Regions from separate parts of the Mus musculus genome. Here region 1 is linked to region 2. Evidence: chromatin contacts called from public Micro-C data. All regions are on one chromosome and are shown on one strand. Each heading gives the region's core, a stretch centred on a gene start, on an enhancer-like site or on the middle of the called end of the contact. The rest is flanking DNA. Distances are from core to core; before and after follow the strand shown.

Evidence for each region. Hi-C and Micro-C count contacts between places; a contact is called where the count stands out from the background.
Region 1: a Micro-C map of granulosa cells shows a contact between it and region 2, with 2.1 times the contacts expected there. The contact joins the enhancer-like site here to the promoter of AU015836 in region 2. A contact is called at or near these places in 21 of 39 promoter capture datasets (the 3T3-L1 cell line, 3T3-L1-derived adipocytes, the C10 cell line and 13 more), 4 of 15 datasets of contacts at CTCF or cohesin (the G1E-ER4 cell line, the NIH/3T3 cell line, pro-B cells and 1 more), 136 of 484 Hi-C or Micro-C datasets (the 3T3-L1 cell line, 3T3-L1-derived adipocytes, 8-cell embryo and 65 more), 13 of 115 datasets of contacts at active chromatin or transcription factors (astrocytes, bone marrow-derived dendritic cells, embryonic fibroblasts and 3 more) and 4 of 9 other capture datasets (adipose tissue, embryonic stem cells, liver and 1 more).

The regions. Positions count from the first base shown.
Region 1 is chrX:94,016,483-94,022,803 of GRCm38.p6, forward strand. No RefSeq gene overlaps it. Among named protein-coding and RNA genes, the nearest start is that of AU015836, 51 kb to the left of the region's middle. Within about 2 kb of position 4,054, at least 4 of the 459 cell types and tissues checked have an H3K27ac peak or open chromatin away from gene starts, as enhancers often do. A contact at or near this core is called in the G1E-ER4 cell line, extraembryonic ectoderm, granulosa cells and 1 more, where this site is marked.
Region 2 is chrX:93,966,166-93,972,122 of GRCm38.p6, forward strand. AU015836 (expressed sequence AU015836) reads left to right here and starts at 2,491. Exons shown (of 3, transcript NR_028320.1): 1 at 2,491-3,765; 2 at 5,638-5,868.

The sequences.
Region 1 (6,321 bases), core at 2,804-5,303, 52 kb after region 2:
GAAAAAATGTGTATAGTAGTTAATATTCTGACTTTAGGGGCTGGAGAGATGGTTCAGTGGTTAACAGCATTGGCTGCTCTTCCAGAGGACCTGAGTTCAATTCCCAGCAGCCACATGGCAGCTCATAACTGTCTGTGATTCCAGCCCCAGGGGATCCAGTGCCCTCTTTGGGCCTCTGAGGGCACCAGATACACACACACACCAGTGCACAAACATACATGCAGACAAACGCCCATACATGTAAACTAATACGTATTTTCAAAATCTGTCTCTGTAGCCTAATGTTTCAAACCTTGGCTTCTGCCTCTTAATTGGCTCTATATAGCTTGATTTTTTTTATTATAAAAAATTGGATGTTAGCATTCCTTATATGAGGGCTCTGGAGAAGTCAGACTCATCGACATAGAAAGTAGAAGGACAAAGCCTGAGATGGCTCAGCAGGAAAAGGTGTTTGTTGCTGAGCTTTACAACATGAGTTCAACCCCTAGGTAATGAGGAGGTCAGCTCAGAACCTTTGGAAAATTCCACCAGACCCCTCCCCTCCTGGAAAAGAAAGGTCATAGAGTACACAGGCACCCTCCCCTCTGGAAGGGAGAGGCTGACTACATTCCTCAGACTACAGGGGGTACCAACCTGCCGGTGGGGCTGCAGATGAGGGAAGCCCAGAGCAAGCAGACACATTCCTCAGGGTCCTTGCTACCTCATTCCCTAAGGACCAATCAGTTTAAAAGTCACACTGTACTGCCAATCACATTGTGCCTAGTGGCTGTTGCTCTATTCTACCTCTGAAAGCTGTACAAAATTGTGCTGACATATGCAATAGTGTCTGGGTTTTGTGGTTGTTTATGGGATGGATCCCTGGGTGGGACAGTCTCTGGATGGTCTTTCCTTCCGTCTCAGCTCCAAACTTTGTCTCTGTAACTCCTTCCATGGGTATGTTGTTCCCCATTCTAAGAAGGAGCGAAGTATCCACAGTTTGGTCTTCCTTCTTGAGTTTCATGTGTTTTGCAAATTGTATCTTGGATATTCTAAGTTTCTGGGCTAATATCCGCTTATCAGTGAGTGCATATCATGTGTCTGACAGGACCCTGACATAGCTCTCTCTGGTGAGGCTATGCCAGTGCCTAGCAAATAGAGAAGTGGATGCTCACAGTCATCTATTGGATGGAACACAGGTACCCTAATGAAGGAGCTAGAAAAAGTACCCAAGGAGCTAAGGAGTCTGCAATCCTATAGGAGGAACAACAATATGAACTAACCAATACCCCCCAGAGCTGTGTCTCTAGTTGCATATATAGCATAGCAGAGGATGGCCTAGTCGGCCAGCAATGGGAGGAAAGGCCCTTGGTCTTTCGAAGACCATATGTCCCAGTACAGGGGAATGCCAGGGCCAGGAAGCGGGAGTGAGTGAGTTGGGGAGTGGGGCGGGGGGAGGGTATAGGGGGCTTTGGGGATAGCATTTGAAATGTAAATGAAGAACATATCTAATAAAAATGCCTTAAAATTAAAAAAAAAAAAGTAATTCTTAGCTGGGAAAAAAAAACTGGCTGAACGGGCTGCCTGGGATCCCCACCTCTCCTTCGGGTGCAGGATGGCAACCCCAGCACACTGGAACAATAAATTCCTCTTGCTTTTGCATAGATCCCGGGCTTCTCGATGTTCACTGGGAGGCGGGGGGGGGGGGGGGTGTATCCCTGGTAAGCTAAGACTCAATCTTATAGCCCCACATCACATAATAGAAGAAGAGGTCTGACTCCTCCAAGTTGTACTTGGACCTTCACACATGGACTGTGGCACCTGCATCCATATGTACATATGAATAAATAAGTATAACTTTTTATTTTGGCTAATTTCATTGTTTTATTCTTTTTCTATTTTTTTTATTTAATCTTTTATTACACTCCAGATTTTATCCCCCTCCCAGTCCACATCCCACACCTCCTCCCCACCTCACCCAGTCTCCACATGGATGTCCCCACCCCCCACCCCACCTGACCTCTAACCTCCCTGGGGCCTCTAGTCTCTTGAGGGTTAGGTGCATCATCTCTGAATGACCACAGACCTGGAAGTCCTCTACTGTATATGTGTTAGGGGCCTCATATCAGCTAGTGTGTGCTGTCTGTTTGGTGGTCCAGTATCTGAGAGATCTTGGGGGCCCAGACTAATTAAGACTGCTGGTCCTCATGCAGGGTTGCCCTTTTCCTCAGCTTCTTCCAGCCTTCCCTAATTCAACAACAGGGGTCAGCTGCTTCTGTCCATTGGTTGGGTGGAAATTGTTGTAGTTCGTCACAAGGACCACAGAGACCGCCACCATTGCTGCAAAATGCATGAGGATTTTATTTGATCCAACATGTTGGGGACTCCCCTCTCAGCACGCAGGCCAGAGGAGAGACCCAGAACAAAGAAAGAACACACTTTTTATACCTTTGTAAGGGGCAGATTTGAGCAACAGGGTTCTCATTGGTGTAGCAAGTAACCCTTTCAGGCATTGGTTGGTTTGTATAGTGACTAAGTAAACCTTTGGCCTAGTGACTCACTTTGCTTGACCCCATGGTGGGTTATTATGATTTGGTCAGCAAAGTAATAGTACATTAATGTCACAGCTATTAACGCCAGGGGAATTCTCACAAGGTCAGGGTGGTTTGTGGTCTTTGTCAGAATTCAGTGTGTGGGGGGGGAGGAGAATTGCTAATCTTGTTATGGTTATTTCTCTGAGAACAGCTAATATTGTTTTGGTAGTTTCAGGCTTAATCATTTTGACCGCTAAAACTATGTTTTTACATTTGTTTAGTCAGGCAGCTTCCTTATCTGGCTCTGCACTTGGCCTGCTAGTACAGTTTGGAAAGTCCTTTTCGAAGGGGGAAGGTACTGGGTGGTCTTGAGTTCATTTTGGATATTACACAAATATCTGCATCTGACTCTTTCAGCGGCTTGTTGGGTCTTTTGGAGGGCAGTCATGATAGTTTCTTTATGTGAGAGCTCCATAGCCTGAGTAATAGTGTCAGGCCTTGGTACATGGGAGCTCATGAAACTGGAAAGCTTCTGTAAGGCAAAGGACATAGTCAATAAGACAAAACAACATCCTACAGATTGGGAAGTGTAACTTTTTAAAAAAGAAACGAGAGAGCTATCTTCCAGGGCTGATGGAATGGGCAGCTATTTAAAGTACAAAGTGACATTTTCACAAGATGAAGTGTCCAGGAGATGGGTGGTGGTAATGGTACACAGCAATGTGGATGTATTTAAAGACGCTGAACATGTAAATGACTAAGCAATAAATTTAACCACAATTTTTTTTAAATGGAAAAACAATTACTTGGATTTAGAACACTCCCAAACAGAAACCATCTGTCTGGCTTTTTTGTTCATTCATTTTGTGTTGTGCTGTGATGCTCTGTGTTGCATTTCATTGTGTTGTGTTGTGTTATGTTGTGTTGAGACTATCTCACTGTTTAGCACAGAGTGGCTGCAAGCTAAGCATCCTCCTGTCTTATCCTCCTTAGTGCTGGAATTATAGGCATACACCTTCACCCCAGCCTAAAGTTGGCTGTTTAAATATTCTAATACATAATAGTACTTTCTTTGATAAATTCAATAAATGTAATATATTTTGATTGACTCCATTAAGATTCTAAGCTTAACAAAAGAAAACAGGTTTAATGCCAAAACGTAAAAATGAAACTTTTACTAAATTATTTCCAAAGAAATTACTTTCAAAAAATTTCTCCAAACATGCATCTTGCCTTAAAACGTCAATTTTCACTTTACCAGCTTGCTGTTCAGTTTCCTCGTCCTTGGGAAAGGGAACTTTAGAATACATCTTAGTCATTAGAACACATTCTTGGTCAGCCAAGAAGCTCTGGGTTCCACAGTAGCATTGCTATATGTCAGGAAGTATAGAAGAGTCGTTTAGAAATGGCTCTTACTTAGCAAATCTTCAGAGGTGCAGCCCTCTGAACAAAACTACACTCTAAGTGTATAGTGGCATGGGACAAAGGGGGAGGGAGGAAGGGAGAAAAGAATGAGGAAGGGGCGAGGAGGAAGGAGAAAGGGGGAGGAGGAGGAAGGGAAGGAAAGGGAAGGAACAATCCTATAGCCTGGGGCTGGGAATGCAGTTCACTAGTAGAGTGCTTGTCTAACATGCAAAAGGTCCCCAGCACTGGAAAAAATGAAAAAGAGGAGAGGGGGCATACACGCACTCATGTGCTCACATGCACACACACACATACACACACACACACCACACCACACCACACCACACCACACCACACCACACCACAAAAAAGAGGCTGTGTACACACAGAAGCCACAGTTGGAGGGCTGCAGCCACAAGCTAAAGAGAGACGTGCTGATGGCAACCAGGAAGTTAAAGAAGGTCGAGCAAGGACTCTTCCAAAGTTTCCAGCCCTGAAACACCCCCCACACACACACAATCCAATGCAACAGAAGAGATTCCTGTCATTTGGAGCCAACTAACAAAAGCAAAGGCAGACGCTGTACTTGCTTGGTCCCTTGTACATACTTTTTCATATGTCCCGCTCCACACTTTTATTGATTTCTCCATTTTCCATGTTATTCATTGCAAAGAAAGTTTCTGTGGCCTCTCTTCTCCCCTCCACCTCTACATTTCAAGAGGCAATACTTCTTTTTGAGGTGACCCTTTCCTGACCCCCATCAGTCCCCAAATCAACAGGCCATTTTTTTTTCTGTTTCCACCTGCCCTCGGGTTAAATACAAATGCCTGTTATGTTAACAGAAAAGAAGAAAATGAGAATGGAACTGCAAGAAAGTTTGCCTAATTTGTAAAATGAAATGAGTTTCGATTCCAGCAGCTTATGTATTATTCTCGTGAGGACTGGGTTTACATCGATCATCTTTTTTTTTCTCCTGGCAGTCAAGTGTGGAATATGGCGGAGTGAGAAATGTAATTGTGTAGACATAAAAAATTGCATCTCGACACCCATCATCGGGACACTTTTCTCAAGATGCTATCTCGGTGTCCTTCAGAGCAATAACGATACCAATTGAGAGCGTACAGAAGCAACTTAAGTGTTATGCCTCGTTTACTTCTGGCCTAATGTGCTTGAGAGCAGGGCTATTGCTCATGACATAAAGTTCTGTCAGAAAGACTGGAAACACTTCAAGACCATTAAAATAAAATGCCCGCCATTCCTGCTGTTCAAATATTCCTCAACTTCTAATTTAAGGCACCAACGTCTAAGAATGTAATTGTGTTATTCTCTCTGATAGCTGGAATCTATCTAAGCCAAATGCCTAGGAATTATGGACTATTGGGGCTACAGGAGTCCAGAAGACAAATGAGGTGGGCAAAACGTGTTATTTTGTACTGGCTCGTTCAACATTTGGGCTCTGTTTCCATTTATGTGTTTAAATGCAAAGACTAAAGTGTCTGAAGTGACTTTCCTTGGCTCAGTTGAAGAAGAGGTTGGGGAAATGGACAAACCGCCTGAAGATCAAAACTTAGGGGAGAGAGGGAGAAGACAGACTCACACACCTCTGCTCAGAATTATTGTCTGCACTACGCTTTCTAATTGTCCTTTAAAAAAAAAACTGAGCGTTATCACCTTAGTAAAGCAGTCTGCCTTGCAACTGAAACTCCTCACCCTGATTAACCAGTAGGAGTGTGTGGGAGAGAGTGTGCTGGATCAGAAAAGGGCAACTCTAAAAGCAAATGCCTGGCCAAGGTGACGCCTGTCCCCTTCACATGGGGAAAACCATTTCTGTGTAATGCCTGCCTCAGGTACCCATAGGTACGTCAGGACTTTGACTGGGACATGATGCCAATTCAAAGTGTCACATAGTAGGAAGATGGGGAGAAATCTCAACTCGGTTTCTATTCTTTAATAGAAAGCAATACTGTAGTTTAAATTAGCAAGGCACTGCTGAACCCTTATTTAAAGTGTGTTTGCAATGACATCCTAAGAAAAGAATTTTTTTTCTTGTTTAATTGCACTGTCAGTGTAGAACGCTTTCACTTAAAACCACTCTGAGGTAGACCTTTTAATAGAAAGTGACAATTTAAATTGCCATGATAGCAGCAGAAATGGTGCTTAAAGTCATTACTAAACTGATGTCACAGTTGGCTCCAGACCAGTTTGTTAAAGCTGAAGAAAAGGTGTGGGGGGAAGGGAGGAAAGGAATGAACTGGTGAATCATTAATTCCTTTTGTATCCATTGTAATAACATCAGCTGTGATGAAGCCATCTGGCTCCCGGTGGATGGAATGTACATTTCTATTGAATTCCACATTATTCCACTCTAACGTTTACCCTGACTAATGCTGACTACTGGGGAACTGCT
Region 2 (5,957 bases), core at 1,241-3,740:
GGATGGCTCAGTGGGCAGTACACAAGGCTAAGGAGAGTTCAGATCATAAGCATCCACACAAGACATCAGGTGCGACCATGTGCACCTGGAACCCTAGGTGGATGCTAAAGGGTGGGAGTAAGACAGAAGGCTTTCTGGAGTTTGCAGGCCACCAGCTTAGCCAAAGAACCATGAGCTCCGGGTTTAGCAAAAGACCCTGTTTTAAAAGAATAAGACAGAGCACAACAGAGGAGGGCACAGATAGCCGGTTTTTGCAACAAGGGTTGTTACCCACTGAGCCATCTCACTAGCCTATTTGATATTGCTGTTTTAATACATGGTCTCACATACCCTAGGATACTCTTGAACTTTTGAGCTTGCTACATAACCAAGGCTGTCCTTGAACTCCTAACCCTAGTTCCTAAATTTTTATATTACAGGCATCTGCCTGGCCAAAAACAAAAGTTGTCTCTTCAGTCCTGGACACATCTGTCAAATGACTGGCTGCTTTAGTTTTGTTTATTGCACAGATACTAAATAATAGTGATCCTCTGTGTTTCTAACCTGGTGAGTTGCCTGGGTACTTCCAATTTCACTACTGTGGAAGAAAACCCAAGTTTTATGGCACAAAAGACTCCTAACTCCACCACAGCCACCCTGCTGTTTCAAGATGGAACACCTTTAGTGACCACCCACCCCTTTGGCTGTCAACCAACTCAAGATCCTACCTTGATAATTGTTCTTAAAGGGTAGGGAACACCCTCCGTAGCTAGGTAAGGTGAATTCCATCATCCCCCCCTCCGTGCAGCTGTGGAGGTGAGTCACAAGGACTTTAGCACAGCTGAATAGCAAGCAGATCTTAGGCCCGAGGGATTCCTTCCAAAGCTTTTTCAAGCCCACCTCTGAGCTGCCTTGGAGAGGAGCTTTTAAAAGCATGGCCCTGTGAGTCATGGGCTCAATCCGGGGGTTTGAGATAAGCGATTGTTTGAGCTGCGCTTCACCTGGGTCATCTGAGCATTCAGTGATTCCCCACCCCACCCCACCCCCCACTGGAAACTACCAGCCACTAAACAACAGAATGACCGAATGACTGAACATCATTGTGATGGGTGCCGGCAGTGGCCAACTCATTTTCTATTCTGGAAGCTATAACTGAATTCAACTTGCAAAATTAACAAATAAAAAGGTGTGTCCCTGACCAGGGAGCATTAAGGACCACCTGTTTAATTTTAAAACAATAACCAAACAAAATAAGAAATGCAGGGTTATAATTCAGGCCTGTTACCCAAGGAGCTGATAGGGTTAGCAGCCCCATAGAAGGAACAACAATATGAACTAACCAATAACCCCCAGAGCTCCCAGGGAATAAACCACCAACCAAAGAAAACACATGGTGGGACTCGTGGCTCTATCTGCATATGTAGCAGAGGATGGCCTAGTCTGTCATCAGTGGGAGGAGAGGCCCTTGGTCCTGTGAAGGGCTCTATGCCCCAATATAAGGGAATGCCAGGACCAGGAAGCAGAAGTGGGTGGATTGTTGAGCAGGGGGAGAGCAGAAGGGATAGGGGATTTTCGGAGGGGAAACCAGGAAAGGGGATAACATTTGAAATGTAAATAAATAAAGAAAATGTCTAATAAAAAGTAAATAAATAAATAAAAATAATTCAGGCCTGTGTTTTGATAAAGCAGGGTTGCCATCTTTTATTGTTGTCTGTCCCTCAGGAGAAAAATCATTAAAAGGAAATATTAATTTTCCTTTGTACTGACATTAAATAATTCATATTTCCCTTAATTTACAACATACCAACAATCACCTTATTTCAGAGTTAGAAAATTGTTCAGATTATATTTATGGAAGAGAATCTTAAAAATCACAGAGTCTAAGAACCTACGCCAGCCTACTCAATAATAATAATGTTCAGGTGAGAACTTGGGAATGTTAACTTTAGCAAGCCATCAGATGATCCCTATGTTCAGCCAAGTTTGCAATTAGCTGATGCAGAGGTAAGGAAGGAAAAGTGGGTGAGACTTTTCCTCAAAAAAGTGGAGCTTTGTAACCAAATGCCTGATCCAGGGTACTTAGGAAGTAAAGAGAGCTTTGTTTTGGCTCATGGTTCTGGAGATTCAAGTCTACGAATAGAAGGCAGTATCAGACACATTATCATCCAGGATGCAAAGGGCCTGAGAGATTTTAGACTCTTTATTCCCCTCACAGGTATACCCTCAATTACCTAAGGATGTCCACTAATTTCTACAAGGGATGCTTAAAGCCCCACAGGGACTGCCCAGCAAGTAGCACCACCCTGGGGACCTAGCTTTTCCATGTAGACCTTTGAGGGGTACTCATCCAAAGAACAGGAGGTTAGGTTTTCCTTTGAAAAATACTGAAGGCCAGCAGCAAGCAGGCCTGAAGGGGCGGATCTGTGCCGGCCTTAGAACCGCCCCTCCAGGCCTGAGGAGGGGCGAGGGAGGTCACAGCCTGAAGGTGTATCAGCTACCGCCACGCCTTCCAGCATTTCGAGCTCAGAGCTGCAAGCTGTTAGTTGGGAGCACCAGCACTGCGAAGCAGTACCCGGAGCTACCATGGCCTACAGCCCGCAGGAAGAGAAAGATAAAGTTGTATTCGTGACCAAAGAAGACCACGAAAGTCCCAGCAATGCCGAGCTGGTGGTTGACGAGCCCAATGATCCCCATGCAGAGTATGGACTGATACTGCCAAGTGGCAGCATTAACTGGAATTGCCCGTGCCTTGGAGGAATGGCCAGCGGCCCCTGTGGAGAACACTTCAAGTCTGCCTTTTCCTGCTTCCACCACAGCACCGAAGAAGTCAAGGGGTCCGATTGTGCAAGTGAGTACCAGGCCTTGAAGGAGTGCATGCAGAAATACCCAGACATCTATCCTCAAGAAGAGAATGAGAGCGAGAGCGAGGACGACAACTCGGACATCTACCAGGAGGCCCTGCAGGATGAGGAGGAGGAGGAGGAGGAAGAGGACGATGATGTCGATGACTACTACTACGAGGGGCTTGAGAATGCCGAGGTAGAGGAGGAGGAGGAGGAGGAGGAAGATGAAGATGACTATTACTACGAAGTAGAGGAGTATGAGGAGGAGGAGGAGGAGGAGGAGGAGGATTACTATCACGAGAACAACTATTACAACAATAACGACTACTATGACGATGAAGACTACTACCAGTACGAAGACAACTATTATAAGGACGAAGATGATGAAATCTACTACGAGGCTGACTACCAGGAGGAGGGAGAGGATGAAGAGGACGAAGAGGATGAGGATGCTTTCTATGAGGCTAACTATTTCGGTGAGGAGGATGAAGAGGAGCCAGCGGAGCCAGCTGAGCCAGCGGAGCCAGCCAAACCCAAGGAGGAAGCAGACGCCGCTGAGGCCTCCTCTGGAGGCAAATTGCAGTACTTCAGCGCCTGAAGGCCACAAGCCCCAGCTGCTGCCCATTTACTTAGCCACAGAACTTTCTGCACTATGAACGCCTGCCTTTCGATCGCTTGCTCTCTCTCTCAATGAAAGTATCCTTTCCTCTCTTGTTTTATGCACTGTAATATAGAAAATAACTTACTTTGATGATCGAGGTCTTGGCGGCTTGCCTGACCCTGAAGAAAAGAGGGGTGTGTGTGTGCACCTACATTATACAGAAACTTACCCTCAACACTAGGCCACTGCTGAACTGTCCTCTCTGAGTGCCCTGGATTCTGCCACTTTGAAATTATGTGAAGTTTCTCAACAGTCAAGAGCCGTTACTCAGAAAAGTCTCTCGTAAGTAAGCCGATTTATGCTGACCCATTGTATCCCTTTTAGTAGGTTTTATGTCTCTTTGGGAAATTAAGTAGAGGCCAAAACGTCTTCCTTAAGATTGCTAGAGTGAGGCCGTTCCTACTGGAAGAGGCCAGAGATCAGATAGTGGCACTGGAATATATGGGTGGGGGCTGCTGTGCTGTGTTTTGTTTGCGTGTTTGCAGTGCATCCACGCTCTTGGGTGTCTGCAGTTGGAAGGTAGAATTCCGATCATTTGACTACCAGTCCCTTCCTAAGGGAAAGGAGAGGCTGGACTTTGGTTTGTTGATTTACTGTTTCAAAAGGCCTGGTTTGGGGGCTCTGGTTCACTCAGTACAGTCAGTTGTAGCATTCCGGAGAAATGGGAACCAAACTGTTGTCAGAGGAAGCAGCCAAAAGAGGCTGTGATCTGAATGAAGTACGCAGTTAAAAAGAAATGATTTATTAAAAAAAAAAAAGTAAAAGAATGAGCACTAAGATTGTGTATGTAAAAGAATGTATGAATGAGTGAATGGATGAATGGATGAATGAATGAATATGTAGGCTTATGCATACCACAGCATTCATGTCGAAGTCAGAGAACAGCCTTGAGCATCGGTGTCTGCTTTCCTCCTTGCTTGAGACAGGATGTCGTTGGGTTTCTGTTGGCTAAGCCAGGCTAGCTGGCGCTCGAGCTTCTGGCGAGTCTTTCTCTAAGGAGCACGTGGGTTACAGGTGTTCCTCTTACCATGATTGGCTTTCGGATGGATTCTGGGGATTCAAACTCAGGCCCTCATGCATGCCTGCAAGCACTTTTACCCACTTTGCTGCCTCCCAGCCATTAGGTTTTCTCTTTTTTGTAATGAGGTCTGGCTGCGTGTTCCAGGATAGCCTTGAACCCCAGTCTTCCCTCCCAAGTGCTCTGATTATGAGTTTTGCTGCCACACCCTGCCATTGGATCTAGTTTGGGCACATAGGAAAATCATTTAGACCGGTGCAATATCTCAGCAGGTAAAAGGCACTTGCCATGGGACAATCTGAGTTCGATCCTGGGACCCACATACTGGAAGGAAATGACCTTTGACCTCTACACGGTGGCACACACACAGACGGGGGGGGGGGGCGAGGAGAGGAGAGAGAGAGAGAAAATTGTTTTCATCTATAATATAGAGAAACTGAGCTACCTCCCATCCAAGTACTAAAGCAGGACTAACCTTGCTTAGCTTCCAAGGTCAGGGTGGCAAGGTTGATACCTAAGGCTGATTCTCAATTGTATTAGCATATTAGATAGAATCCCCTGGGAAGATTGTGAAAGTGACCATTATCCAGACACCAGCACAGGCTTATGAAGCAGAATTTCTGGAGAACTCATGCTGTCGTTCTTTCAAATCTCCCCAGGTGGCTTCCATGAATAAGCTCTGCTTCAAAGGATGACACCAAGCATCACCAAGCAAAATACCTTTGATTAGTCTTCTCTATGCCCTAGGAGGCTGGCCCTGTCTTCTGTGACATATAGCTTCTATTCATGGAGGATCTACTAGTATGAGTTTAAGGTCCTTACCTACAGTACATTATCTGCTATGACTCAGGAGAAAATTCTGACAACACTAATGTGACGCCATTCTCCAGGAGCATCCAGCCCCATGAACACGAATGAGATGAGCAGACAGATAGACAGGGATGGATATGCTCACTCAACTCCAGAACACTTCACCAGCCCTGATCTTAAGGCTCTGAGTTTAAGGTGACTTTCTGAGAAAAGTCACCTGGTTATTAGGACACTGGTCTAGGGACTGGTCCTAGGCTGGTCCTCAGTTGCCTTTTTTGAATGGACTAACCTACCATTTGACCTTGTCATTCTTTAATCATTCCCAGGCCCTTGGAGCATCACCCCATCAGAAAAACTACCAAAAGAAATGGCTGGAAAATGGCATCTGATCTTCAGGCCTGGGGAAGAAGATTTAACGACTTGGTTTCCTGTTCATTCGCTGCTTTTCCAGGAGTGCTGCTTTGCCATAGACTGTGGGTCTGGCCAGCTGACCCATTTCGGCCCACCATTCCACATTTCCACATGGCTTTTCCTCCGTTTAATGAAAATGTTGGAAGGTAGGTCTTCTTGCTTCTCCAGGGTCTGTTTGGTTTCCCCAAGTGGGGTTCACTTTCTTCCTTTCCTCAGGTACCCTGTGGCTTCTCTC